Linked DNA regions of Mus musculus: regions 1 and 2 are each linked to region 3. The links are chromatin contacts, called in public Hi-C and promoter capture Hi-C maps. All regions are on one chromosome and are shown on one strand. The core of a region is the stretch at or near the end of the contact, and the rest is flanking DNA. Distances in the headings are between cores, read along the strand shown. Region 1 holds the start of Gtf2a1 (general transcription factor II A, 1). Region 2 holds the start of Sel1l (sel-1 suppressor of lin-12-like (C. elegans)). Region 3 holds the start of Galc (galactosylceramidase).

Region 1 (3,234 bases), core at 152-2,651, 6.7 Mb after region 3:
TCCCGATGAATTGCACTCCAAGATACCAACAGACTCTGCCTGATCTCTTGGGACAGGCCAGGCAAGTTGATGAGTCAACGGCATGGGTTTCAGATGTGGTTAGTCACTGTGTGCTGGCCAGTGTGCAAATCACAGCACTCTGGTAACATTAAAAACAGAGCAGTAATGTATGTCAGGGAGTCAAATATGTAGTAGTTGTATCCGAGTTCCTTTTCTTTTTTCGTCATTTCTACCACCCTAAGAAGTCATCTAAAGTACTTTTGAGTTGGTAGAGGCTGACTCTTTGGGGCATTTTAGCCAAACCACCTAATAGTTTAATTTTGTACAGACAAACGGCTGGAAACACCTACAGGCGTCCCTAATTCTGTAAAGTAGACAGAGGGAGAACAAAGCTTTCCTAGCCTTTGGACTTATACACAACTTCACGAGGTCTGTCCTTTGCAAGAGGCGCGAACTTCCTCCTCATCCGACCTAAGCTCACGAATCAAAAGATGACTCCGCATTTAAAAACTGTCCCAAGCCCCAGCGCGCGGGAGCCGGAAGCCGCGCCACGTGACCCGCCGTCCCTCCGCAGCCATCCTCCGGGGAAGCCTATCGCTTCGGCGGCTACTCCCACTCCTCCGCTCCACCGGAGCGGCTGCGCGTCCACCCGACGCAGCGCTAGGTACCCTTGATCGCTGGCTTCCCTCAATACCCCAGCCTCCTCCGGAGGACGCCTCCCGGTCCAACCGGTCGCCACCACCACCGCCACGGACCGCTTCCGCCAGGGTGCGGACCACGTGATCGCGCGAGCCATAGGGGGGTGGGGAAAAGGCCGCGGCGCGCGCCTTCTTTACTCCAGGCCCGCGGCCCCGCCCACCCGGCCACCCAGCCGGGGCGGGGGGGAGGGGGGGGAAAAGAAACCTGGCGACGCCCCGGGCGCGCGTGCGCACGCGGTTCTCGCGGTGTCTCGCGCTCGGCCCCGCCCCCCGCTGCCCCCGCCCTTTCCGCCCCTCCCTCCCTCCGCCCTGTCTCTCGGCGGCGGCGGCGGCGGCGGCTCGCGCAGCTCGTTGGCTCGCTATATAAAGGGGAGAAGCAGGCGGACCGGACGGCTGGAGCTGCAGCCGGTGGCGGCAGCGGTGGCGCGGGGAGCGGTGACCGGTGTTGGTTTCCCTCCTCGGCGCCGAGTGGGGAGCGGGTGACGCCCCCTAACCCCCTAAGGGGTCGTGGCTAATTTTTTCCCCCATTTTTTCTTTTTTCTTTAGGCGATTCTCGAGGTTTTTAGCTGCGGGAGGAGTGCCCCCCTCCTCCTGCTCTCCCGCCTCTTACTCCTTCTGGATCGGTTTTGTTGAGAGATTTTTTTTTTTTTGCCCCACTCTTGGCGGGTGACTTGGGTCACCCTCCGGGTCTCAGTTGTTTTTTTTTTTTTTTCTTTTTTTTTTTTTTTTTAAATTTTTTTTTCCTTTCTTTCTATCTCGTTCCCTCTTGTTTGTGTTGTGTGTGGAAATGGCGAACTCGGCAAACACAAACACCGTGGTAAGGACGTGGTGCGGTGGCCGGCGGGGGCTGCGAAGGTTCCGGCGGCAGGCAACGGCTGGCTGGGACGGACGGACGGACGGGCGGGCGGGCGGGGGCGGGCCCGGGCGAGGCGGCGCTCCCGACCGGGTCCCCTCCGCCCTCCACCGCCGCCGCTGCCCGCCGCGGGCCTGGCCGGGCGGGGGGGACGCCGAGGACTGGCGGGAGGAGGGCGGCGGGGGCCGGGAGCGCCGCGGGGCGGGCCACGCAGGCCGTTGGGGCCCTGGCTTGCCGACCCCGGGGCGCGGACGGGCGGGCGATGGCCCCACGCGGGGACCCGGACCCGGCCAGTCCCCGAGCGAGCGGCTGCGGGTCGAGCCCCGCGTCTGGGGAAGCCTCTCGGATACCGCCGAGGCCGGGCGTGCCTTCGGGGGCTCTCCGGAGGTGGTGCTTTGGGAGAGCCTCCTTTGGGGCCGATTTTACTAATCCTCCGAAAGGAAAGAAAGAAAGAAAAAAAAAAAGACAAAAAAATTATGAAGGTTGGAAAGCACTTATCTCGGTTCCTCCCCAGTGGGTAAAATGGCGAAGGGGAAGCAAAACCCCCGCGGTATCTTCGACTAGCCTAAGCACCAGAACAAACAAAGCCTACATGAATGGCCCAAGAGTCCCCGCTTTCGCCTCGAGATTTGCCTACTTCTTCCCGTTGCTCCCTTTTTTAAAAAGGAGCAAAAAAAAATTTTTTTTTGGTTACTTGCGATCACGTAGGTTTGCAAAAAGCAGTCACATAAAAATAACCTTTTAAAAGAGTCACCAACGCAATGTGATCACTAGGCCACCCCATCTCTTGATTTCTTTTTATGACAATAAAGCACAATATTTGTTTTTTTGTTTGTTTATTTTTAAAAAAAATTTTTTTTTTTCATTTTGCCCGGTCCCAAACGCCGCAGAGCAGCCTGCGGCTGCCCGACACTATACCGTTGGCGACTCGGGTCGATCCATCATGGCTGCGGCCGCTTACCCTGCTTTTCAGTGCCTGCGCCTTGTGGTCCTCCTCCCTTTGGCTGCCCTGTTTATATAGAGCCATTGCCGCTCTCTAATATAGACTCTGCCAGGATGGGAAGGTGCTTTTCAGGCCTACGTCACCGCCTCTCCATTTAAACACCAGATCCGGCTTTAAATAGTGAGAGCTGCTGAGCGCGGGGCTGGGAGGTGCGTGCTCCCGAGGCGAGAGGAGCCGGCGTGCGGAGCTCATTTTATTTCTAGGCTCCTTTCACGCCGAGATTTCGCTCCGGAGCCGGGAGGCTGTTGTCACGGACCCGAGTGTTTTGCTGTGGCCGCTAGAGTGTACTGCCTTTGTTTGTAGTGGGAAGTAGGCCAGAATTGCAGCCTCGTTTTGTTCTTTCTCCCTTCCCTTTATAAGAGTTTCATTTTAAATCGTTTTAGATCAGATAAAATGATTTCCTCCCCCCCACCCGCCCCCTTGGAGGAGATACGGTCAACATTCTCGGCTTAAAAAAAAAATGCGTTGTACATTAAATGTTTCCGGAGGAGGACTTGAGTTTGGTGGTGTGTTCTTAATACCCAAGGCATGAAGCTTTTCAAAGAAATAGTGACTGACTCTCCCCTGTGAGATCTGTGCTCACAATCTATTGCTTGATGTGTGTGTAGAGGCACAGCCTAAACTGAGCTTTAAGAATTAAAGATTAAGTGGTGGTTTTAATTTTACCAGTGGCTAGCATG
Region 2 (3,115 bases), core at 504-3,003, 6.4 Mb after region 3:
AGAGACCAATGAGAGAGCTTTGGAATGTACAACAAGTACTTGTGAGCAGAGACTGAGAGCGCCTAGAGGCTGGCATAGGCTTTCCTATACAGCCACAGGTCCAGGTCAATGGAGAGCCGTATGTCACTTCTGCCAGAGGTATGAGAAATGATTCCTTTTGGCAGATGGAAAGCAATTTCACAAGTTTCTGAAGAATGCTGGCTTTTATCAACCCACCAGAAGTCCTCCTGTGGTCCAGCTGGAGCTCATTTCTGAATATTCAGACACCCTGAGATCTAATATTGAGGACCTTAGCTCCATCCTTCAGAACCCAGGTTTTTTAAAAGCAAGCACAGCAGCATGGGCCTGGAATCCCATTACTGTGGCAGAGCAGACATGAGAATCCTTGGGACATCCTAGTTAAACCAGGGTTTGGCTAGATGAATCAACAAGGCCCATGTTGAGACCTTGTCTCAAAAAATAAGGTGGAGAAGGTAGAGATCAATTGAGAACGAACCCTGACATTAACCTCCATCCTATACACCTTTATGCGCATGGTGCACGCACACACACACACTGAGGGGGTGTTGGGGGGCATGGGGGAAACTGTTCCCCATGCCCTCTGATGCAAACGTACAGCAGCTAATTTTTTAACATCTTCCTAAAAATAATGACTGCCAAAAAAGATAGAAAACAAGTGTTCAGAGAAGTCAAGACACTGAGACAGGAAAGACTTTCCCCCCTAACCCCCTGCTGAGTTCTGTATGCAGTGCTGGAAAATAAATCTTAGAAGGATTCAATTTGATTAAGAAGACTGAAAAGCATCAAGATGCTGCCCTGCCACTCAAAGGGATTGTGCGTGCATCGGTACTTACTACATAACTATTGCAATCCCTGAAGTGCCTTGGCTCTCACCTCTGTGGCCACACAAACCATCTAATCCCTTTTCTGGTCAAGGAAAAAGAGAGCATTGCAATATTTCACTAGAGAAGAATGAGGACCAGTGTTTGAAGGGTTTGGGAGAGCTGTTAGAACATTTATTGAGTGGCTAATATATATGGAAGCCTTAGTGAAAACAATCACAGGAGCTGAACTAATCTCCACTGGTAGGAATTTCTTCCCTTTTGTTTTATTAGGGAAATGACAAGCGGCATTGTCTTGTACTGCTGGCTCTGTAAACTTCACGTATTGCTTCACCTAAGCTTTTTTTTTTTAAGACTTAAGTATTTTTTTTAACTAAATATTTAAAATTTTCAGTTCAGGTATAGCTTATTTCTCAGCGTTCATATCATGTCCAGTTCAAGTTCTCAAAATAATTAAAAAGAAATACTTAGCAACCTTGCAAGTTCTTAACCGTTTGATATCTGTTCCTTGATAATTATTCTGGTTCAAACGCAAGAGTCCAGTGAATCATTTTCTTGAAACTCCTTATGCCCTCAGCCACCTGCGGCTTCTAACCTGACTTTATGCTAAACTGCATCTCCCAAGAGCATCGGCCGAGAAAAATCTAGTGCGGTGCATGGTGGGAGTTGTAGTCCTGGATGAGGGTTCCCCCGCCTTCGAGCCGCTGATTCAGGCGCTACCAATTAGCTGGGGCCATGTCGGTGAGGCCGTGGTCCAACCGGGAAAGCTGGTATGACAACTGTACACAATGATTGGCTAAAAGATGACATAGGGGGCGTGACTATGTGTGGGGTGGGGCGATCACGGCCATTGGCCAAGGAGGACGGAGCGGCGGGCGCGGATTGGCTGCGCTCTGGGCCAGGGAGGCCTGGGAAGGGGCGAAGAAGGAACCTGAGCAGGAAGAGCGGCTGCGAGGCGGCGGCACAGAGGCAGCGGCTGAGTTGGTCGCGGCGACGGCGACGGCGACGGCGAGGGCTCTCGACCTTCGAGAGCAGGATGCAGGTCCGCGTCAGGCTGTCGTTGCTGCTGCTCTGCGCGGTGCTCCTGGGCTCGGCAGCCGCGACCTCGGGTCAGTATCGAGCCTCGGGCAGCAGGCCCCGAGCCACCGCCCCCCGACCGCGGTGGAGACAGGGCCACGGGGCTCAGCGGTCTCGGGCACTGCTCGCCCTGACTGTCACTCGCTCTTGCCTTGGGCATCGGTTAGCCTGGGCCGAAGAGGGTGCTTAGGAAACTGGACATAAGGAAGGGCTGGTCACCCTGCCCACACCTCTCCCACGCAGCAAACTTTAGGTGACTTCTGACGAATTAGGAATTGCCCAATTAGGAGGGGATTCCTGACGGCTGGCTTAGACCCTCAGAGATTCCTCTACCTTCACGTAGGTGATGTGTGCACAGGCTCTGGGACACGCTGGGGTTTGCAGTTGACATACCTGGAGCTGTCACTTTTGTGCAGAGCAGGGTTCATCCGGACTAGGATGTTGACAGTGGAGGAATTGCTCAACACCTGATCTGTTAGTCTGGTTTTTAAAAGAAAAAACTCTGATATAATTGTAGTCACTTGTCCCCCGCGTCCTGGGAAAAATGTGACCTCTGCCACGGTGTCCATGGTCTTTGAGTTTGTAGATAGTCATTTTATTTATGGGTTTTGAGACAGACTTAGTTCTTTCAAAATTAATAGAAAATAATGTTGCCCTTTTCTGTAGGTACAAAAAGCCGTGTGCTTTTAAATTGATTTTTCGACTAGCTGACTTACATTACCTCTTTGCAAAGGATTTTCTTTTTTAATGTTTTGATCTGCCTATATCAGAAAACTTACTGTCTTAGAAATGTTTCTCTTAAACGTACTTAGGATGTTTTAGAGTGAATAAACATTGACTCCTGGAAGACTTTGAGATTTTTAATCAGTTTCGCTTAACAAGACAGCTGTTGGGTGGCTTTATACTTTTTTCTGGAACACTGCAAAATGTAAATGTCATCTTTAAAAAAAAACAAAAAAAAACCCGAATTTCCCCAGATGGTTATTTGAATCCCCAGATCCTCCGTTCTAGTTGTAAATGAAAGCCATAATGTCATCCTACTTCTAAAATCGAGTTAGACCAAAATGCTGTCTCCGGTGTGTTTGGAGACACCCTTTCAAATGTGGCAAGCATATGGTAACCACTTTACTGCCAGCATTATGCTTGAGGTTGATCCTGCTTCATTTGAAATGACAGTTTGTGTTGAAGAGCAGTTC
Region 3 (3,147 bases), core at 162-2,661:
AAATTCTCAGGACAGTTCACTTTCCTATCACATCAGTCTTACTGACAGTGGAAGGTAGCTTATGATTGTTTCGAGGAAGCATAATTTCACCTTTGTCATCCTTGGGTCCTAAGAATTAAACTGCTGTGACAGACTAGATGGATGAAGCACATAAATTTAAGTTACAGGGCACAGGGGCATACCCTAAGAAATTGAAGACTCCCCCCCCCAAACAAACAAACAAACAAACAGTTAATGATAAACATGCTGAATCTGATCAGGAGCAATTTAGGTTGTAAAATGTGCCAGGCAGAGAGGCAGAGAGGCAGAGAGGCAGGCAGAGAGACAGAGAGAGAGGCAGAGAGGCAGAGAGGCAGAGAGGCAGGCAGAGAGGCAGAGAGGCAGAGAGGCAGAGGCAGAGAGGCAGAGAGGCAGAGAGGCAGAGGCAGGCAGAACTCTCTGAGTTCAAGGTGAGACTGGTAGATGGAACAAGTTCTAAGAACACAAGCTGCCAGCAGGCACGTCCAACCTTTTCTTATCCTGACACTATGTTGTCCGCTATAGACTTCACACTTGAGGTCTGCACAGTTGACTATTTTAATCATAAAAAGTCACAGAATGTCTTGAGTTAAGTTTATGTACAATTTTGGGGTAGGGTGCTTTCATAGCAATCATCTGCTCCATGTGGTCTCAGGCACAGGTTGGATGCACCTGCCAGGGTATTTAACTGGGTAGAGAAGTGAATAGGAAGGCAAGGGTTACTGTAACAGGAGTTGGCAAACATTACCACTTCCTCTATGTAAGTCAGGGCATCTTTCATAAGTGATTTTCATAGTCATTTTTTATTCAAGAAACAGAATAAAGGTCCGAGTATTCTGAACCTATTGTATTTTTTAGGTCTCGCAATTCAAATTACTATATAGCAACATTTTGGACGAGTAATCATATTAACTCTTTTAAGGCTAAAAGACCTGGATATAGCAGACTACTCAATCGAACAAACTTTGTCAGCTAGCATTTGCTAAGTGTATATAAGTGCACAATTATGACTTCCCGAGTGCCTATTATCTTACTTTTATCTTATCCGGAGTTCCCTGACTTGCTGTTCTGGTCTCACGGTGGTTTAGAAAAATTCAGGGTCCTCAAGCCAAGCGACTCAACCAAGGTGACCGCTTAACTGGGGGCGCTTAAAGCCAGGTCCTCATTGCTGTTTCCTACTGGGAATGCTCGGCTAGAGTAGGACCACTCAAAGCCCTCTTTTGACCGTTGTTGACCATTCACTTCCCGTTTTCTAAGATGATCCATCAGGTGAGGTAGGAAGAGTGGTCACTAAGTAATTACACGCAGAGACCGGTCCCGCCTCTTTGACACAGAAGTGACAAGGCAAAGCTCGCTCAACCAGCCCCCCACCCCGCCCCCCCAGCTCAACACAACAGCGGCTGCGCGGACAGCCCGCAGCCCTCACTTAAGATGGCGAAAGCTTCCTCAGCCGCCCGCTCTTCTTCCTCAGGGAGGCGATCGGGCCCGCCTCCCCGGGCGCCACAGTCGCGTGACCCGCACAATGGCTAACAGCCAACCTAAGGCTTCCCAGCAACGCCAAGCAAAAGTCATGACCGCCGCCGCGGGCTCGGCGAGCCGTGTTGCGGTGCCCTTATTGTTGTGTGCGCTGCTAGTGCCCGGTGGCGCCTACGTGCTAGACGACTCCGACGGGCTGGGCCGGGAGTTCGATGGCATCGGCGCAGTCAGCGGCGGCGGGGTGAGCGCGGGCTGGCGGGAGGCAGGAGTGCGGTGCGGCGCAGGGACCGCAGGGACCGCAGGGACCGCCGGGGCCGCCCCCTCCCACAAGCCCCCGCGGCGTTGCCGGGCGAGCGCACGCCGCTTCCCCGCGCGCCGGGGTGAGATGAACCCGGGCTGGCGGTTAGATTGCAATGGGGAGCCAGGCGTCTCGAGGGGACAGGCGTCTGCTGCAGTCAAGTGGCCCGGGCTCGAGGGAGCCCTCGTTCTGGATCGCCGGCCAGGGCTGTCCTTGCCGCGCTGGAAGGGTCGCCTCCGGAAAAAGCCAGAGAGGGACTGCGAAGCCTCAGCGAGATGCTTTGGGGAGGGGGGGGGGTGGGTTCTCTTCCTTCCCAGGGAGTTAGTTGGTGGAGCCGTGAGTCAGAAGACATAGGCAGGGTTTGGGGACCCTTCTTGAACAGTGATTAGCACCCCGTCCCTCCCTGTAAGACCTCTTGGACTCTTTAGAGTTGTGTAAAGCCTGAAGCGATCTGGGATATTGTTTTAAAAGAGGGCCACCTTCATCCACTAACAGAAACTGTGGCGTGTCTGTGTTGGAACGAGGGAATGCTGGCTCTGTTAGGGCACATAAGAATCATTAGGTGCATTGGTTAAAATTTAAGTTGTCTTCCTCTCCCATTCTGACTTTGTTAATAAACACCAGCTAATTCTCAAAAGATGAGGTCTTGAGAGTGATTTCTTGTTGACTCAAAGATCTCAGGACTGGGAAGTGGGTTTGCTTTTAAATTGAAATCTTAAGAGTAGTTTTAGATCTACCGAAAAGCTAGGAGTGCAGTAAAAAGTTCTATACCCCAGTGTGTGTGTGTGTAATAATGAACTAATCTATTCTCAGTTTATTTAAATTTAAAATAGCCAATATTTCTTATACAACCTTAACGTCTCCTTTTGGTATCTTTGTGATAGTAAATCTAAGTGTAAAGGCTTTTTTAAAAAAATGAGATTTCCAGTTTTGCTTAATTTACTCAACTTTTAATTATTAAAATAATTTCATAACCTGGTGTGATGTAGTAAGCCTTAGTGTGTGTGTGTGTGTGTGTGTGTTGGGAATGTTTGTACATGTGAGTACTGGTGCTTACAGAGGCCAGAAGCACGTGAGTTGCCATCTCTCCAGCCTCCAGAGCAGGTAAATCTATTAAATAGTCAGTTAGTAATGTCTCTATACTATGTTATGTATTAGTCAGTTTAGGAAAATAGTAAATGAAGATGGATGACCATTTTATTTACACACCAGTTTAAACTTGTGTGTGTACAACATGTTACCTAGCACAGTTGTAGCAGCACTTAGATTGCCCTCTCTTGACTTTCACATATTTAGGGAAAGCATTTTGCTTCAGTGGTTGGCATGTGGGCTTCCGAGGTTGCTGGAATCATTCT

Evidence for each region. Promoter capture Hi-C pulls out the DNA fragments that hold promoters and counts their contacts. A called contact is a pair of places that touch in the nucleus more often than the background predicts.
Region 1: a Hi-C map of regulatory T cells shows a contact between it and region 3, with 4 times the contacts expected there. The contact joins the promoter of Gtf2a1 here to the promoter of Galc in region 3. A contact is called at or near these places in 7 of 39 promoter capture datasets (the HPC-7 cell line, cranial neural crest, frontonasal cranial neural crest and 3 more) and 14 of 484 Hi-C or Micro-C datasets (B cells, CD4 T cells, CD8 T cells and 6 more).
Region 2: a promoter capture Hi-C map of pre-B cells shows a contact between it and region 3. The contact joins the promoter of Sel1l here to the promoter of Galc in region 3. A contact is called at or near these places in 2 of 39 promoter capture datasets (cranial neural crest and pre-B cells) and 4 of 484 Hi-C or Micro-C datasets (B cells, CD4 T cells, CD8 T cells and 1 more).

What each region holds. Positions count from the first base shown.
Region 1 is chr12:91,587,816-91,591,049 of GRCm38.p6, reverse strand. Gtf2a1 (general transcription factor II A, 1) reads left to right here and starts at 1,401. Exons shown (of 9, transcript NM_031391.2): 1 at 1,401-1,515. The coding sequence starts at 1,486.
Region 2 is chr12:91,847,795-91,850,909 of GRCm38.p6, reverse strand. It overlaps Sel1l (sel-1 suppressor of lin-12-like (C. elegans)), which reads left to right and starts at 1,753. Exons shown (of 21, transcript NM_001039089.1): 1 at 1,753-1,951. The coding sequence starts at 1,879.
Region 3 is chr12:98,257,723-98,260,869 of GRCm38.p6, reverse strand. It overlaps Galc (galactosylceramidase), which reads left to right and starts at 1,411. Exons shown (of 17, transcript NM_008079.4): 1 at 1,411-1,735. The coding sequence starts at 1,541.